2 separate regions of the Muntiacus reevesi genome follow, and region 2 is linked to region 1. A link is a contact called in public Hi-C data. All regions are on one chromosome and are shown on one strand. The core of a region is the stretch at or near the end of the contact, and the rest is flanking DNA. Distances in the headings are between cores, read along the strand shown. Region 1 holds the start of LMAN2 (lectin, mannose binding 2). Region 2 holds the start of B4GALT7 (beta-1,4-galactosyltransferase 7).

What was found. A called contact is a pair of places that touch in the nucleus more often than the background predicts.
Region 2: a Hi-C map of blood shows a contact between it and region 1, with 5 times the contacts expected there. The contact joins the promoter of B4GALT7 here to the promoter of LMAN2 in region 1. A contact is called at or near these places in 2 of 3 Hi-C or Micro-C datasets (blood and muscle).

The regions. Positions count from the first base shown.
Region 1 is chr1:216,692,736-216,698,549 of mMunRee1.1, forward strand. It overlaps LMAN2 (lectin, mannose binding 2), which reads right to left and starts at 2,454. Exons shown (of 8, transcript XM_065918270.1): 1 at 2,194-2,454; 2 at 1,908-2,026. The coding sequence starts at 2,398.
Region 2 is chr1:216,960,126-216,966,670 of mMunRee1.1, forward strand. It overlaps B4GALT7 (beta-1,4-galactosyltransferase 7), which reads left to right and starts at 4,887. Exons shown (of 7, transcript XM_065918308.1): 1 at 4,887-5,050. The coding sequence starts at 5,001.

The DNA of each region.
Region 1 (5,814 bases), core at 1,204-3,703:
GTGAAGTAAGCCAGACATCAAAAGTCAAATATCATATGCTACCACTTCTATGTGAAATCTAAGAGAAAAAAAAAAAAAAAGATACAAATGAACTTATTTACAAAACAAACAGACTCACAGACTTGGAAAAGAAACTTTTGGTTACCAAAGGGAACAAGTAGTAGGGGGAGGGAAAAATTGGGAGTTGGGGTTTAATAAATACACACTACTATATATAAAACAGACAATCAACAAGGACCTACAATACAGCACAAGGAACTTTACTCAATATTCTGCAATAACCTATATGGGAAAAGAACCCGAAAACAAAATGGATATTTGTATAAATGAATCACTTTGCTGTATACTTGAAACTAACACAATACTGTAAATCAGCCATAATATAAAATGAAATTAGGGGCTTCCCTGGGGGTCCAGTGGCCAAGACTCTACGCTCCCAAGGCAGGGGGTTCAGGATCAATCGATCCCTGGTCAGGGAAGATTCTGCATACCGCAAGATCAAAGACCTCTGTACCGAAATGGAAGACCTGGCACAGCCAAACAAACATAAAATGAAAATTTTTAAAGTTATATGACAGAATAAAGTGAGAGAATGTGACTCCAGGGGAAACAGGGTAGTTATTGAAGTACTCTCTGAGTGGGTGGCACTCGAACTAAAACTTAACAAGTGAGGAGAAACCAAGCAAGCATGAAGAGCCAGGAGATGGTGTTCCAGACAGAAGCTACAAGTGCAAAGGTCCTGAGGCAAAACGGCAGCCAGAGAAGTTGGGAGAATATTAACCGAGAGGAGGACTGGAGATGCGAGGCACTGGGGGCCAGATCGTGCAGACGCAGTGCATGTTTATCCGTTCACAGGAGACCCCAGGCTCTGAGGATCAGAGTGAAAGCTAAGCAAGGATCCCCCAGGCAGGAAAGAGAGGAGGAGGAGAAGCCACACGCAGACGAGGCAACACAAGGATGGTGTGGGCTCTCAGAACTACATGGGGAGGTCATTCAGAGAGACCAAAGAGCGGGGTGATGGATAAAACTAGGACACTGGCCAACTGCTTAGGCCATGGAAAGGGTTGGGATCAGACAGGTTGAAGGGAGGAGTAGGTTCTGCCCCCAGTTATTCCCCTTGCACCCGTTCCTGACCTTCCTTGGTGTGGTGTCTGTGCAGCAGCAGATCTCGGCCACTGCTTATGTATGACATGCCTGCAACCCTTGAAGGTCCATAACCTCTGCAGCAAAGGTCACAGAAACTAAAACTGCCCATGAGTCCACTGATGGCCAGACCCTCAATCAAGCACTGAAAAAGAGGACGGATGTCTGCAAGATTTTTAATGGGTTCCTCCACCATCCAGGCTGCGGTCAAGTGTAGCAAGTGAATGGCTGGACTTGGAGATGAGACAGAACTTAAATGTTGTTTACAGCCATTTATTGTCTATGTTTGCTCTGCTTATGCAGAGTCACGAAAGCCATCTATATCAGTCTGAGAACTAAGTGCAATAAGGCACGTTAAAGTCAGTGCCCAACACACATAAAACACCCAATAAAGACCCCACTCCTTCCCTTTATCCCACTAATGGGAGGGTTCAGTTGAAGCAGCTCCACTATTTGCTGGCTATGTGACTTTGAGCAAGGCACTTTCAACTGAGTCTTAGCTTCTTCAGCCAGTGAAACGGAGATAACATCAGTTACTTTACATGACTTTTGAAGGAATAAAAAAACAGGTGCACAAAGTGTCAAGAACAGCTCCTGACATGTGGTAACTTCAACAGCCATCACCTGTTACTACTGGCAAGTACTAAGGCAAGGGACCAAGGGGGCGGGGGAGCAGGGGGGCCTTCAAATCAGGCTCAGGCCTGCTGAAGACTAACTGCAGTGGCTTACTTCATGGTCTGCCTCCCCTCTTAGGAACCACTCACCAGGTGGTTCCAGATAGAGCCCTCTTTGCTGCGCTCGTCAGGGGTCAGACGCACATACTGGCTCGTGAGCATCGTGCTTCCTTGGAAGTCCCAGAGGAGCGTGGAGCTGGAACCGATCCCTGCAGACAGAGACAAGGACAGACAGCTGCCTAAGAGGCCGGGCCAGGACTAGCTTTGCCGAGGCAGGGAACCCACAGGGCTGCCCTGATCAGAAGAAAGAGCATCCCTTCCCCAACTCCGTCCAGCCTCGACCTTACCCTAAACTCATTCCCGCAACAGGCCTCACCATGATAGGGCTTGATAAGCGAATGCTCCCGCTTGAGATGTTCACTGTTGCCGTCAGTTATATCCGCAGCCACCGGCCCCAGCAACAAGAGGAAAAGCAGAAGTATAGTGGGGCCTGGGCCGGGGCCGCGAAGCCCAGACCTCCCTGGGCACCGCCAGCCCCAGCCCCAGAGCCAAATCCAGCCTGCTACCGCCGCCGCCGCCATTCTCTGTCCCTCTCGGCCACTTCCGTCCTAGGACTTCCGCCTTCCGGGTGTTCCATCTAATAGCCTCCGGCCCGAAACCCACCAACCCTAGTGTCACCTGGGAACTCCCAGCAAAAGCAAAGGCTCGCTGCCGAGTGGACGACGGCTTTATTTGCTAAGCAGCCCCCTATCCTGGTCGAGTGCCTTGGCGACTGCGAGACACCTGTCAACCAGCCTCAGCAATGGGTTCTTAGGAGCGACAAGAGCAGCAACCAATCATGGAACAGCACGTTCGGTTTGCGGGCCAACGGGGAGCGGAAGGATGATTTGTGTAGGCCGGCTGCGCGGGGTCGTCTGTGAAGCGGGGCATGCTGGAACTTGTAGTTTTTATGGGCCCCTAGAACACTTGACCTCTGGCCACTGGTCAGCTCTGTGGGGTAATCTTTCCCAGTCAGAGGAGAGAGGAGTTCTAAATTGAAGGTGGAGGCCTGAATTCCAACTTCTGCGCCGTATAGATCTCAGGCGGGGCTTTTTCGTCTGTGGCTCCAAGCCTTTGCAAACTTAGAATTCTGTTATTTGGTGGCGTCCACTGCTCGTCAGGCCCAATTGGATTTCAGCAGAAGGAGGAGGCCCGAAGTCCCATCCCTGTGATGGCTGGGGCCCATTCATATCCAAATGATTGTAGCGGGTCCCCTCCGTGAAAGATCCAGCGATGCTGACTGGACCAAAGGTGGGAAACAGGTGGCCCACAGCTGAACAGAGCTCTTACTGGTGCTATTTCGGTAAATGGCTCAACTACTAATATTTTAAATCGAGATAAATCGTTATTTAAAACCCAAATTTCCAGCTTCTCAGGAAAAATCAGAAGACCCAACCACACTTGGGTCATGGGGATGCCCTGCTAAAAATGCCTTATTTTTCAAAGCTCCTGTCCACTCTGGCCACTAATTTACAGCACCTGCCTGGCCCCCTAGACACTTGAATTAATAACCCCTGTTATAGATCACAGGGTGGAATCGTTGGTTGCTTGCTCCTTTAAAAAGTTGGCCCCCTCTCTTTTAAATTGCTGTTCTCTGCCTCAACAGCACATCTTAAAAAAAAACAAAAACAAAAAAAAAACTGTTTGCCTGCTCCAGGTCTTAATTGCAGCACACAGGATCTTCAGTTTTTAGTGGTAGCATGTGGGAATTTTTTTAGTTGCAGCATGTGAACTCTTAGTTGGCAGGACCTAGTTCTCTGACCAGGGATGGATCCCAGACCCCTACATTAGGAGGACAGAGTCTTAGCCACTGGACCAATGTAGGAGATAGATGGGCTCCAGGTTAGACATTTACAACTGCATTACAATACAATTGCATTTCATAGGGCATGAAGAAGTGGGCTTCAGGCTGGATACTAACAACTGTTAGCACTTCTTGAGACAAGAGATAGGTGGACTCCAGTTAAGGCATTTACAACCAGCTTACTGTTTGCCCTCCAAAACGGAAGTAACAGCAGAAACAGGGTAAATAACCAGTGTTTTCCTCTTGTAAACACCTTAAGGTAACAGTCGTGGCAAGGACAAAGAGGAACAAAATCCTGTTTGAGTAAAGGATTGTAGGATCTCCGTTCCCCCCTCTTTTGGGACAAGGGAGATGTTACACCTGTGCAGAAAGACTGCTTGTGGGTCAAAAATCAGGGGATAATGCCAGGCCATAGTGCGTCTTGCTCCTGTCAGAAGTCTTCACCTAGAGATACATTTTGGCTGAAGGGTGCAAGCGCACCCAGGGGAGTATCCCAGAGTAGGCCAGGTGTGAAAAAAGAAACCAGATAATTGGCCTGAAGGAAGACAAAGACCTGGAAGAACTGCCCTATATAAATGGCTTAACTGCCTGTTTGTTGTGTTCCTCTTCACTAATGGGGACGCCCACACCCTTTCTCTCCAGTTTGTATCTCTGCCTTGCTTCTTCTTAACAAAACATTTCTCTGTTTGCTCTCCCACTTGTTGTTGTGTTATGTCTCCAATAATAAACTCTGTACCTGCATTTACAGTTTCTGCCTCTGTGGTAAGTGCATTTTTCACTGGGGGCAAAGATCCAGGGAAAAATAGCTTCTACCCTCTAGCCCTTGCTGGTCTGGCAATTAAGATTCCTGGTACCCAGGCTACCCAGGTTCAATTACTGGGTAGGGAATTTAGATCTCACTTATTGCCACCACTCACTGCTGCCTCCCTGAGATCAGGACGGCCAGGGAAGTCTCAAGAAGTTGCCTTTTTGAATGAATGAACTTCTTCAGGATTAAGTAGGAAGACATCCTTTTAAAATTATATGGAGCTTCTCTGGTGGCTCAGTGGTAAAGAATCCACCTGCCAATGCAGGAGATGTGGGCTCAATCCCTGGGTCGGGAAGATCCCTTGGAGAAGGAAATGCCAACCCACTCCAATATCCTCGACTGGGAAATCCAATGGACAGAGGCGCCTGGTGGGGAACAGTCCATGTGGTGGCACAAAAGTCAGACATGACTTAGCGACTAAACAACAACATCAGATGTATATACAACAAAAGTCCTCTTCCAAGAGGCATACGCTCCCAAAGAAATATTCATATTTAAACAGACACAACTGAGCGACTAAGCAAAGCACACACATGCAAACAAGGACATATGCATACACTTGGACCTTGATGAGGGTTGGGGTTTTTATCAGCTGTTGTCACTACTGAATCCCCAGCATCTAGAAAAGTGCTTGGCACACAGAAGGTGATTAATAAGTAATTGGTAAAAGAATGGATATTTGGTCTAGAATCTGGAAAGAGACCCTGACGAATGAGTCGGAGTTTACCAGAAAGGCACCCTTAGCAAAGGGAACAGGAAATGCAAAGACCAGGAAAGATCCCTGAAGGCAAAAGGAATTACAGTTTGGAATGGCTGAGGAGTGGTAGGGGAAAGAGTATGGCTGAGGCCAGAACTCAAACAGCCTTCAATTCCAACTATGGAGTAGAAGGCAATGGGATGGTTTTAAGCATGGGGGTGACCAATCATGAGTTTCTTTGGCTACAGCGAGAGAGACTGGAGGGAGGTTACAGGTGAAGTAAGGTGTTATGACCAGATGAGAGAGGGTGGGCCTGAGTCAGGAAGGTTTCCACAGGGAAGGGGGAACAGAAGTCCATAGGGAAACTAGATGTCAGTAACAAATCCCCTGTGGGAAGACAGGGCAAGAAAAGTTGAGAAATGTGTTTTGTGACGTCGAAGTATCACCATAATTATGGAGGGGAGAAAACTAACAAGGGCTGAGAGGTGTGAAGTCCCAGGGTTGGCTGGATGTCCCTGGGGTGAAGATTCAGTCTGTGCCAAAACTGGTATCCATTGTGGTAGTGGTAGGAAGGCATATCTCTGCAGCAGCAAGGGGGGATGTGCTTGCGGGGAGGTGGGGGTTCCAGGCAGGACCTGGGTGATTAGTC
Region 2 (6,545 bases), core at 3,637-6,136, 270 kb after region 1:
TCTATGCATTTGCCATCTCACCTGCCTGTTCAAAGCAGGTGGACAGAATTGTCTGGTGCTTCAAAAAAGTGCCCAGCTAGTGAAGGTAGTGTGCATTGATCAGAGGAGTGCAACACGTGTGGGAAGAACAGGAAGCCCTGGGCTGGGGTCAAGAGGAAGGTACTGATGGGCTTAACCGATAGCATGGCATTTCAACAAAGACCTTGAAGGAGAGGAAGGATTCTGATAAAAGAAGGCGGACAGGGGTAATTGAAGGGAACAGAGGCAAATAGCTGGTGTAGAGATAGATGGGCATTGTTTCAGCTAGAGTTGAGGGGCCAATGAGAAAGCTGGAAAGGAAAGTTGGTTAGTATTAGAAAGTTGAATCCCAGGTAAGAGGTTTGGACATTGCCAAGTGTTCAACAAAGTTTGAGTATTAGAACCCTGTGAAAATAAATATGAGGAAGGTTAATTTCCTTGTGGCTCAGTCATAAAGAATCCTGCCAATGCAGGAGACCTGAGTTCAATCCCTTGGTCGGGCAAATCCCCTGGAGAAGGAAATGGCACCCACTTCTTGGCTGGGAAATCCCATCCACAGAGGAGCCTGGCAGGGTACAGTCCATGGGTTTGCAGAGTCAGACATGACTTAGTGACTAAATGACAACAATCTTAACTGTGTAATTAGATGGGTGGGAAGGCAAGTTTGGGGACTAGAACTGCTAGGAGAATGTGGTCTGAACACATACTGCTACCTAGACCACATTTAGGGGGGAAAAAATTTAAGAACAGTTTTAAATGATCGAAAAACTGTGACGATAGTTAACCTTATTATTAACACCATGCAGTAGGATGGTATGTTTGTTAAAAATGAAGCAACCAATAGGGGTATGCTCAGTCATTACAGTTATATAAGACCACCAGGGATTTCCCAGGCAAGAATACTGGAGTGGGTTGCCATTTCTCTAGGGTGAACCAATAGGGATAGTCCACTCTTCATGCAGATTTCCTTAGTTGTTAACTTGTGTCTTTTTTGTTCCAAGAGCTCAGGTAGGAGATACCATTGTTACATTTAATTGTCTTTTCTCCTTGGGCCTTTCTTGGCTGTGACAGTTTCTCAGACTTTGCTTGTTTATTGACCTCACAGTTTTCAGGAGTACTGGTCAGGTATTTTGTAGAATTTCTCTGAATTGCAAGTGCTCTGATGTTTTTCTCATGATTAGACTGGGGCCCTGGGTTTTTAAGAGCGCACAGAAAGAAAGTGTCATTCTCATCCCATCATATTAAGAGTCTTAATTATCAACATGACTGGATGTCATAGTTTAAAATTAGTTAAGGGGCTTCCCTGTGGCTCAGTGATGAAGAATTTGCCTGTCAATACAAGAAACATGGGTTTGACCCCTGATCTGGGAAGGTTCCACTTGCCAAGGAGCAACTAAGCCCATGTGCCACAACTATTCAGCCTGTACCCTAGAGCCCGGGAGCCCTAGAGCCCGTGCTCAGAACAAGAGAGGCCACTGCAATGAGAGCTAGAGAGTAGCTCCCGCTTATTATAGCAACCAGATGACAGGTCAAAGAACAACAAAGGCCCAACACAGTCAAAAAATAAAATTATTTAAAAAATTATTAATTTGGATTTTTACATGAAATCTGATTTATTGAGGTACATCTGATACTAGAGGGCCTTCATTCTGAGATGACAACAATTAGCTGGGTTGAACAGTCCCCTTAAGGTGGGCTTGTGCTTTCCAAGCTGGTCCCATCTCCCAGTTTCCATCATTGGCCTTACCTGACTGGTTTCTGCAGGGGTCACCCTTGCCTTTGTCATCAGCTAAATCAAGGCTGGATTTGTCAAGGTTTTACAGAGGTTCGTGACATTGTACAGGAGAGAGGGATCAAGACCATCCCCATGGAAAAGAAATGCAAAAAGGCAAAACGGTTGTCTGAGGAGGCCTTACAAATAGCTGTGAAACGAAGAGAAGTGAAAAGCAAAGGAGAAAAGGAAAGATATTCCCATTTGAATGCAGAGTTCCAAAGAATAGCCAGGAGAGATAAGCGATCAATGCAAAGACATAGAGGAAAACAACAGAATGGGAAAGACTAGAGATCTCTTCAGGAAAATTAGAGATATCAAGGGAACATTTCATGCAAAAATGGGCTCAATAAAGGACAGAAATGGTATGGACCTAACAGAAGCAGAAGACATTAAGAAGAGGTGGCAAGAATACACAGAAGAACTGTACAAAAACGATCTTCACAACCCAGATAATCACCATGGTGTGATCACTCACCTAGAGCCAGACATCCTGGAATGTGAAGTCAAGTGGGCCTTAGAAAGCTTCACTACGAACAAAGCTAGTGGAGATGATGGAATTCCAGTTGAGCTATTTCAAATCCTGAAAGACGATGCTGTGAAAGTGCTGCACTCAATATGCCAGCAAATTTGGAAAACTCAGCAGTGGCCACAGGACTTGAAAAGGTCAGTTTTCATTCCAATCCCTAAGAAAGGCAATCCCAAAGAGTGTGCAAACTACCGCACAATTGCACTCATCTCACACGCTAGTAAGGTAATGCTCAAAATTCTCCTAGCCAGGCTTCAGCAGTATGTGAACCGAGAACTTCCAGATGTTAAAGCTGGTTTTAGAAAAGGCAGAGGAACCAGAGATCAAATTGCCAATATCCGCTGGATCATTGAAAAAGCAAGAGAGTTCCAGAAAAACATCTATTTCTGCTTTACTGACTATGCCAAAGCCTTCGACTGTGTGGATCACAATAAACTGTGGAAAATTCTGAAAGAGATGGGAATACCAGACCACCTGACCTGCCTTTTGAGAAACCTATATGCAGGTCAGGAAGCAACAGTTAGAACTGGACATGGAACAACAGACTAGTTCCAAATAGGAAAAGGAGTAGGTCAAGGCTGTTTATTGTCAACCTGCTTATTTAACTTGTATGGAGAGTACATCATGAGAAACGCTGGGCTGGAAGAAGCACAAACTGGAATCACGATTGTTGGGAGAAATATCATTAACTTCAGATATGCAGATCACCCCACCCTTATGGCAGAAAGAGAAGAGGAACTAAAAAGCCTCTTGATGAAAGTGAAAGAGTAGAGTGAAAAAGTTGGCTTAAAACTTAACATTCAGAAAACTAAGACCATAGCATCTGGTCCCATCACCTCATGGGAAATAGATGGGGAGACGGTGGAAACAGTGTCAGACTTTATTTTTTTGGGCTCCAAAATCACTGCAGATGGTGATTGCAGCCATGAAATTAAAAGATGCTTACTCCTTGGAAGGAAAGTTATGACCAACCTAGATAGCATGTTAAAAAGCAGAGACATTACTTTGCCAACAAAGGTCCGGTCTGGTCAAGGCTGTGGTTTTTCCAGTGGTCATGTATGGATGTGAGTTGGACTGTGAAAAAAGCTGAGCACCGAAGAGTTGATGCTTTTGAACTATGGTGTTGGAGAAGACTCTTGAGAGTCCCTTGGACTTCAAGGAGATCCAACCAGTCCATCCTGAAGGAGATAAGTCCTGGGTGTCACTGGAAGGACTGATGCTGAAGCTGAAACTCCAATACTTTAGCCACCTCATGTGAAGAGTCGACTCGTTGGAAAAGACCCTGATGCTGGGAGGGATTGGGAGCAGGAGGAGAAGGGGAGGACAGAGGATGAGATGGCTGGATGGCATGACCGACTTGGTGGGCATGAGTTTGAGTAAACTCCGGGAGTTTGTGATGGACAGGGAGGCCTGGTGTGCTGCGATTCATGGGGTTGCAAAGAGTCAGACACAACCGAGTAACTGAACTGATGGTGACCTGGGCGAGCTCAGAAGGAAGGGACCAGTGGGTTGTATGCTAGGTTAAAGGGAGAAAAGGGGCTGCTGGGAATGATTAATTTCCTACACATAGGGAAGTCCTCTCAGAAATAGTAGTTGAGATCATAGACTGTGCAACCAAACTATCAGGTCTTATATTCTGAACTACCTCTTCATGCCTTAGTTCACTTGTTAAAGAGGGCATAAGTACAATACACATAAAGACAGAGATAGCAGTAGTAAAGAATTTGGAAAAATGACTGGCACATAGTAAGAACTCAATGGATGTTATTAGCTATTTATTAGAAACCTTAACGTTTGCCTGGAAGAACAGAGGAGATCAAGTCTAATAACTTTCCCATTCTCTTTTCCTAGGTGGAAAGCTGGCCCAGGCAGGGGCTAAGTTCCCACTGTTGACAAGGCCAATATGGGAAGATCAATTTTACTCCCTTCTTCAGTTCTCAACTCAGCTCCACGAAATACTCCTCCCCTGGATGACAGCTGTCATTTATATAGCATTGATTATTGTGTCCATCACTGTACCAAGTGTGTGCATTTCCCCTTTAATCCTCACAGCAATCATATATATCAGGAACCATTTATATACTCAGGTGAGGAAACATAAGCTGATTGAGTCTTGCCCCCAAAACAACCAAACTAGGAGAGTCAGGTTTCAAATCCAGTCAAACTGTCTTTAATACCAGTCTCCAAACTACTACTTGGGGTAGTAGGCTGAACGCAAGACAGCCTTGAGCTTGGCCCTGCCCACCTCCAAGCTTGTTGCGGACAAAGAATGCACTTGGGGTGACGGCAGGACTACTCAGACGCGTTCCCCGCCTTCCCTTGGGAAGAGGAGGAAGATGCAGATTATCCCAGGGCGCTGGTTTGGAAGTCTGGAGTTTAAATCCAGTCCCAGCCCGTTGACTTGAGCGCTCTCCGGGGCCTCAACTTCTTGAGACCTCCAACGATCCCCGGAAGGTTACCAGTTCAGGCGGTTGCGCATTCACGTCTTCCTTCGGATGCGGAACCTTTGACACCACAGCTTCTGGGAGCAGACGGCGTCGACGGAGCAACGGATCCAACGGACCAAGGGGCGGGGCGTACGGGCTTAGGCAGGGCGGGAGGAGGAGGCGCCGCGTAGGCCAGGGAGGCCGGGCTGGCCCGGCTTGGGAGCTCTGTCCCCATGTGCCGCCGCCTCCTCCAACGATGTTCCCCTCCCGGAGGAAAGCGGCGCAACTGCCCTGGGAGGACGGCAGGTGAGCTCGGCGGCTGGCCCGGTCCCCGTCCTCCCGGGTGCCAGTTCTTTCCGGGCCACCGCGAGGAATCTAGGAGCCCGAGGCCGTTGTGACTCCGTCTCTGCGGGGCTCTCTGAGGGTCTGTGTTTCTCCTTGGGGGTCTCTGTCTGTATTTGGGTTTCTGTTTCTCTCTGCGTCTCTGGTTCTACCAGTCTCCGTCTCTCAGCAGGTCTGTATTTCTCCTTTGATTTCCCTTTGTGAGTTTCTGTCCCTCTGTGCGAGTCTCTCTCGTTATGAGTCTCTGTGTTTTTCCATTGACTTCAGTTTTTATGCGGGTCTTAGAGTCCGTTGACATTTCTCAGTGGATCTCTTTGTCTGTCCCAGGTTTCAGAAGGTCTGTATTTCGTTTCTCTGGCCTCTGCCTCCCCCATCACATGCCTGTAGACTCAGACCCTACACTTATGCTTCCCCATTCTTTGCTGGCCCCCCAGAAGAATACACCAGACAGAAGCTCTGTGCTTTGCCTTGCTGCCCACTGCCTGACTGGGACTGAGTTCTCCTCAGACTTAGCATTAGTTCATTTCCGGTGCAGCTGTACTTGAATGTGGCCTGCCCCGTGTGTTAGGTGTGGGGTTGACCCAGACCTCAGTTAGTGGTTGTCACTAAAGCAGAATGGGGATGAGCTGTTTGGCCATTAAGATTGGAAGGGACGCCCAGACTTCAGTCTTGAGGTGTACCCTCAAGTCTTCTCAGAACACATGGTAGTGGCTCTACACCTGGTGAATGACACCTCTTTCCCTCTATGTCTGTTAAGTTTGCCCAAAGGTGCCCAAAGACTTTATATAGCGAGCACAACTCTTTTATCTTTGGGAATTTTTAAGACTTGGTGTTGAAGTAAGAAGACAGGAATATAGTAGAAAGCCTAGACTGTGGATTTAGGCCTGGACCGGAATCCTCTTTAATAGCCTTGTGACCAGAGCCAACTTAACCTTCCTCCTCAGCTCTTCCATCTCTGAAACAGGGATCATCATATCTATTCTGCAGGTCTATATGAAGATATAAAGGAGATCACACATATATAGAAGTCTTGACACTATGCTTGGCACAGAGAAGGTGCCAGTTATCTTCCAGTTACTTTTGCAGTTTGGAGGTGCTGTAATCAGAGCAGCTGAGTATTCAAACCTGTCACTAAGGTTTGTGCGAGGGAAGAAAGGAAAGGTTATGGAGAATTTCCATTTCCTAATTTCTTCCTAAGAATTTTAGGAAGACAGCCATATTCCACAAAACTTTATTGGTATCACTTCATGCTTTTGACACAGGGGTACAAAGATCCATGCAACAGATGCATACTGAGAGAGCAGTTAAGAGTGTTGGCTCTGGAAGCAGCCTGTCTGGGTTTGAATCACCCTCTTATTAGCCTTGGACACATATTGATGAAGGAGACAAAACCTCATCTGCTCTGCCTCCCCGCCGCCAGAAACAGGGTGCCCTGGGCCTGGTAGCTGCTGAGACTGCA